2 separate regions of the Anas platyrhynchos genome follow, and region 2 is linked to region 1. A link is a contact called in public Hi-C data. All regions are on one chromosome and are shown on one strand. The core of a region is the stretch at or near the end of the contact, and the rest is flanking DNA. Distances in the headings are between cores, read along the strand shown.

The links. A called contact is a pair of places that touch in the nucleus more often than the background predicts.
Region 2: a contact with region 1 is called in a Hi-C map of skeletal muscle, with 3 times the contacts expected there. The contact joins two enhancer-like sites. A contact is called at or near these places in 2 of 8 Hi-C or Micro-C datasets (skeletal muscle and subcutaneous adipose tissue).

What each region holds. Positions count from the first base shown.
Region 1 is chr4:18,363,347-18,366,229 of IASCAAS_PekinDuck_T2T, reverse strand. The region is part of intron 4 of SLC4A4 (solute carrier family 4 member 4); the gene reads left to right. It overlaps LOC119716933 (a long non-coding RNA gene), which reads right to left. Exons shown (of 3, transcript XR_005265760.2): 3 at 2,280-2,883. Among named protein-coding and RNA genes, the nearest start is that of SLC4A4, 110 kb to the left of the region's middle. Within about 2 kb of position 1,444, at least 2 of the 8 cell types and tissues checked have an H3K27ac peak or open chromatin away from gene starts, as enhancers often do.
Region 2 is chr4:18,411,182-18,414,064 of IASCAAS_PekinDuck_T2T, reverse strand. The region is part of intron 2 of SLC4A4 (solute carrier family 4 member 4); the gene reads left to right. Among named protein-coding and RNA genes, the nearest start is that of SLC4A4, 60 kb to the left of the region's middle. Within about 2 kb of position 1,399, at least 1 of the 8 cell types and tissues checked has an H3K27ac peak or open chromatin away from gene starts, as enhancers often do.

The sequences.
Region 1 (2,883 bases), core at 195-2,694:
AAAAACTCAGGGGAAGAAAACAGATTGATGTTGATAGATGAGCACATGTGCTGTCCTCAGTTTGACTTCACGTATGCTGCTGCAACAGTCAAGGTTCTAAAATTCTTTGAACTCATCTTTTAAAAGCACCTTCTAGAAGGCAGCAGAGGACTCGTATCATTTCCTCAGTACAGCTCAGTGGAACCCTTCGCAGGGGACCATGTTCAAGTTCATAGGCGACCCTTTTTCTTAAGGAACTGTTGTACAAAGGTCTGTCAAGTTGTTTGTGGCACCAAGCAGCTCCTCTGCCTCGTACATCCTGTGCTCACTCTGAAATAAATGAAGTCCCCTGACAAGTTCGTGTTCCTTCTTCCAAACTCCTTCAGCATAAGTGACATAACAAGATACGGTGATGGTGGCTCCTGGAAAGGTGATTTAAATGGCATACATTCACGTTGCTCTTAGTTGCAACGCTGGTGAAGTTTGCATAGCACTTTGGATTAGAGGATTGGGGAAATGAGGAAATTCCTCTGCCTGTGCAGGGGCTTGGTTTTACATATAGCTTTAAGCAAATACTTTGAACTGAGGGGCAGGGGGAGGAGAGGAATTGTATTTCATAGCTTCTGAAAATCAGCTGCATATTTCTGAACATAATTTCCCCATCTCTTTAAAAAGTTCAATAGGTTTTAAAACCAAGCTTTTTTCTTTTTTTCTTAAAAAAAAAAGGGGGAAAAAGTCCCTTCTCTCTGTATTTGCATACGCAAATCAAACTGTTGAAGTTCTGCACTCTGAAATGCTTGAGATGAACGCACGTGTGTCTTGGCATGTGTATTGTGCATTTCAGTGAATTCCCTTCTGCTCTGCAGCCTCACTGCCGCCTCTCGGTTTTGGACTGCTCCCTCCCTTGTTGATTGGGGTAATGTTTCATTCCTCTTAGAGTCACAGAAAAGTGTCTCTTACTCCGGCTTTTTAAGTCAGTAGCTGAAGTAATGTATGACACAGTTCATCAGGGAGCACGGTTTGCTTTAAAAAAAAGAATCCTTGTGTCACAGGGATTTGAATCAGTGAGTAGGAAACTTTAATTTAAATAGTGGATTTTAATCTGGTTATCTACTTTTTATATTTCTTAAAGGAAAGTTGATTCTCAACAAGTAATTTGCTGTTAATGTTCCTTTCATGTTGAATTTATCATTCCATTCTGGAAGCCAAGTCACGCTTCCAAAGATTTTTTTCCAAGCTACAGTTATTCAGCGTGTTAATTTTTGTGCATTAGAAAGTAGCAACTAATGCACTTTTCATTTACTAGAGGCAGAACACAAACACCTAAATTTAGGCCTCTCTGTGTGGGTGTTGACGTACAATGTGGGCACTTATAAACTCCCATTATGGCCACTGAAGATGCAGCTAACTTGCACAGTCAAGCCTGGAGAGTGATTCAGCACACCCTGAAGTAGACACCTTCTGGCTGCTCAGACGAATTGCTCCCTCAGCCCTACTGCTTCTGCTGGCTACATCAGCTTTGGCTCTCATAGGAGCCTGTACACTGCGTGGAAAAATGTGACACATAGATGTCAGATGTCCAGTTTGGATTGTTTTGCTGGTGTATGGCTGGAGGTTCAGGGGAGTACTATTCTGTATGATCTTTGTCAAATTCTGCATGGATGGAAATTCAAATTCAGTTCAAAATATGCTAGGAAGGCCTCGCTTAATTGTATTATTGAACTACCTGATGAGTATTGCTTTTTGTTTTGTTTGTTTATTTTCCAATTAAAATCAAATTAGGAATCAAGGAAAGTGTTATTTGACTTAGCGAGCTGGTGGAGTTTTCTGTTCTTCTTAGATCTCATCTTCTTACCCTTTCTTTTTTAGCTCAGAACTCAGAAGAAAAATAAAAGCTCTCCTGTTTTGTCACTTTCCATTTAATTTCTTTAATGAGTTGGATAATTCAGAAAATTAAACTGCCAGTAATATTATTTCTGCACTATGGAAGGAGATACCCATGTCAGAAATGAGGTGAGCACATTTGCACAGTTTTGGCTGAGATGCCTAGCTAGTGATTCTCACTTGGATTCAGCAATCTGACTTGCCCTAGTCTTTGGAATCAAACATATTTTCTGTTCTTGGTTCAGCGCTGCCTTACAACTCATAATGTTCTTGGTAGATTACAGGAGAGTGCAGGTCTTAATATCAGTTGTTAGTTTTTAAATCAGTTTATTAAGAAGACATTTCAAGGGAAATGTTTTGACAAAGCTATGAATAAATTCTGCATCACTGTCTTGAAGAAGTAATGGTTTGGTGCTTTACTTCAGTGACATCTCAAGTGACTTTCCAGTTTAGCTGAACAGGATGTAGTGCTTGGGACGTCAGTGGAGAAATATGTGGCCTCTGTAGCAAAAACCACGTATGCTTTGTGGCTGCAGAGGTCTGCCCCTTTCTTTGGATTTGAGAGGAGTTGACTTGGAGCTAACTACTAACACCAAGAATGCCTCGTAGCTTTCCATGCCTAAGAAGAGATGGTGGCTGGTAGCTCACAGACCGATACTGCTGAGATTCCTCCTGGCACTCCAGGCATTTGTCACTGGGGCGTGCCAGGAGAATTCCTCACATTTCATCCAGTAGAAAGGGGACAGAAGTTGTAGTCCTTTATTATAAGGATGTGATCTGACTGTGCAGCTATGCAGCCCATGTGCTTGCGCTGTGACGGATCTTCCCATGTAGGAATGGAAGAACCTACCCATGTACTTGTGTGTAGTTTGGGTTTTGTTCTTGTTGTTGTTTTTTTTTTTCAATACAGGTCTTATAAGCATACGAAGTATTTCATGGTAGAATGTGCACTGTTGTGATTAGCAAGTGCTCTGTGAGTGCTGTGTAAAGGAGAAAGAAGCAGTTGCTATAATGAGTAGG
Region 2 (2,883 bases), core at 150-2,649, 48 kb before region 1:
CACCGGTGTTGTTCCACTTGCTGCTGAAGGTTTACTGATGCTGTTCATCCAAAGTAGTTTTGGTGGTGGCAGGCCTGCCTCTTTTGGGCTGAATGCCAGCTTGGTTGTCATGAGCAGGCCTTTTAAACCTCATCATGAGCAGTGCAGAGTGGTGCTGTGGCTGGATCCGTGGCTTTTTCTCATGAGCCACATCATGTTTCTCTCCAGGCGCTCTGGTCGTGATCTCTAGTAGCAAAAGTGCAGCCTATGGGTATGTGCCTGTGGCTCTCTGACTGCTCCTAGCAACGCCGAGGAATCACAGAGCTAGAGGAGTGCTCTGTAGTGGCTCTTGGAGTGTCCAAACAGATCAAGCTGTCAATGGCAGGTGTCTCTTCTGCTGGGAGATACTGAGGCTCCTCAGCTGAAACCTGGCTTCTTTTCGCTCCTAAGAGGAAAAAAGGGCTCTGTGATGGACAGAATCTCCCTTCTGTGTTTGGGAATTAAAAGGGGTGTGGAGATAGTTGTGTATGTGGAGATTTGAGTGTAATCCTTGCAGAACTGTGAGACCTGCCTAACAGCTTAGCAAGCAATGCCTGGTACTTTACTTGTTTTTGTCTTTTTTTTTTTTTCTTGCCCGGTGTTCCCCATCCCCAGTACTCCCGCATCATTGTACGGATGGCAATTTTCTGGGGAAGAAAAACCTGGTGGATAAATAATGGCAGGTGCCAGGCGCTGTTTGATTGTGTGTGCTCGTGAAATCCCATTTCACTTGCCTTGCCCATGAATGTCCACAGCTTCTACACACCTGCATGCGAGCTGCAATGAGGAGCAAGAGCTGCAGTGCTGGGGAGGCGTGTTTCCATCAGCAGGGCTGCTCTGAGCCCCATCAGAGCCCTGCCATCAGGGCTTCTGGTTTGGACAGCCAACGCTATGGCTGTGTGACCCGACGGTAACAAGCCTCTCTTCTCCCTGAAGCCCTTTACGTGCTCTGTACCCTGGCTTATTGCAAAAGGATTGCTCTTTAAATGTGCCTTTCACATGGGTTATGTGTTTTGCTATCCGTTCCAGTTACAGAGCTGGCTCGCTTTTTCCTTTAAGCAGTCCAGAGTTTGCTCTGGTTTCTTCCTGATTGCAAAACGTGTTTGAAACGGACCAGATCGTAAAAACTTATCAGCAAGTAATAACTCTCATTTCTTACTCTCTGGCTTTGTTACGTATTATTCACTTGGGCGAGTTATTATCTCTGCACAACAGCTAGCGTTGCCACATCAGCCGTGCTGCTTTCTTTCAGCCAAACGTGACATTTACTCTTCCCATGTCATAAATCGTGAAGTTATAAAAAGTGCGAGTGATGATGACAGCGGGAAGGTGCCGATGGTCTCTGTCCCTACAGCTTGTTCAAGCTCGCAGGAGCTTGGCTTGGTCCCTGCTGCTGTGCGAAGACCGCGTGGCCGAAAGGTGGCAGCACTCCATCTGCTTAGCTCGGCGGCGTTTGGGGGAGAAAAGCGGTTTTTCTGCAGCTCGCTGGTGCAGAAGGCTCTGCCGTCCCACTGAAGGCTCTCGTGTTGGTAAGAGAGGACCCTTCTGCACCCTGAACATTTCCAAGTGCTGTGAGGAAGTTTTCATAGGCTTCCAAATGCAGGTTTTTGTGCAGAAACAAACTTTAATCAGACCATCTGTAGGTTGTGTGTTTTTTTTTTTTTTCTTTTTTTCTCCTTATTTTTGTTTGTTTAGAGACTGCTTCTAGTGCTGTAGACTCAGCAGTGACTTCTATTAGGTACACCTAAAACATGAGAAGCAGTGGGAAGAGCACAAAGCAGAGTCATGGCATTATTTTTCCTCGCAAGGCTGGTGGCTTTCACATAACGATCTCAAAATAAACCCAGAGCCTTGCTACGTCTATGCAAATAAGGCCTGAGTTATCTCATCTCAGTAATGGCTGGGGACAATAAAGCTAAGGTTACTTGCTACCTTACACCGCTTTGAAGATGTTGCAAGTGTTTGGTGCTATAACAAGGGGACCTGCAGGAAAGATTTATAATGTGATGACAAAAACAGAGGCTGCAAGATAAGCATAGCCAAGGGGAAGGAATCGAGGAGTTTTGTGGTAGGTTAAAAAGAAAACAGTAAACTTAAGTAATTTGGTTGTGAGCCACAGTTGTTTCCTTTGGAAGCCAAGTCAGGTTTGCTCTGCTAACACGGAGCATTTGAGAAGTTTTCACCTCAAAAGTGGTCCTGGATCACACACATGAGCACATATGAGAGGCAAACTTAGGTGCTCGTTTCTTAGGGAGTGCTCTGCTCATTGTGGAATAGCTGGCAAATAGGCTTTTCATCTTCCTTTCTGCTCTGTGCTACTTAAATCCCTTCACTTTTGCCCATCTGTACTGACTTCTCCCTAGATCCCAAATTCTGGAACTCTTTTGAGGTATTAAATTGGTCTTGTTCATTCTTCTTTGTCAGGCAGGCTGTTTCTGGGAGCTGTAGTTGAGTGACCTGCAAATTTAGGTGTGAATTGCATGCTGTGTTGGGTTGGCTATGTGAGACCGTTTTCTAAATCCTATTGATGTACAATGTCGTTTCAAGAAACGTTGGGTATTGATCTAATTATGTACCCAGAGAGGCCAATTACTTGAGCAGTTTGTATTTTTTTTACTAAAGCATATTGTGTTGGAGTGCATGACTTGCTCAGATCTAGGCCCTGAAAATAGAAAGCCATTATTTTTAATTATTTTGGGGGTTTGTTTCCAAAGCGCTGCGATAACAATAATGAGGATGTCAGACTAGATAAAAAAGTGTTTAGATGTCCCATCCTTTTACCTTACTCAAAGGAGCTAGTAAACCAAGCTTCAAAGTAAGGCACATTTCTGTTCAGAGGCCCTAAAAACATTTCTGCCCTTTCAC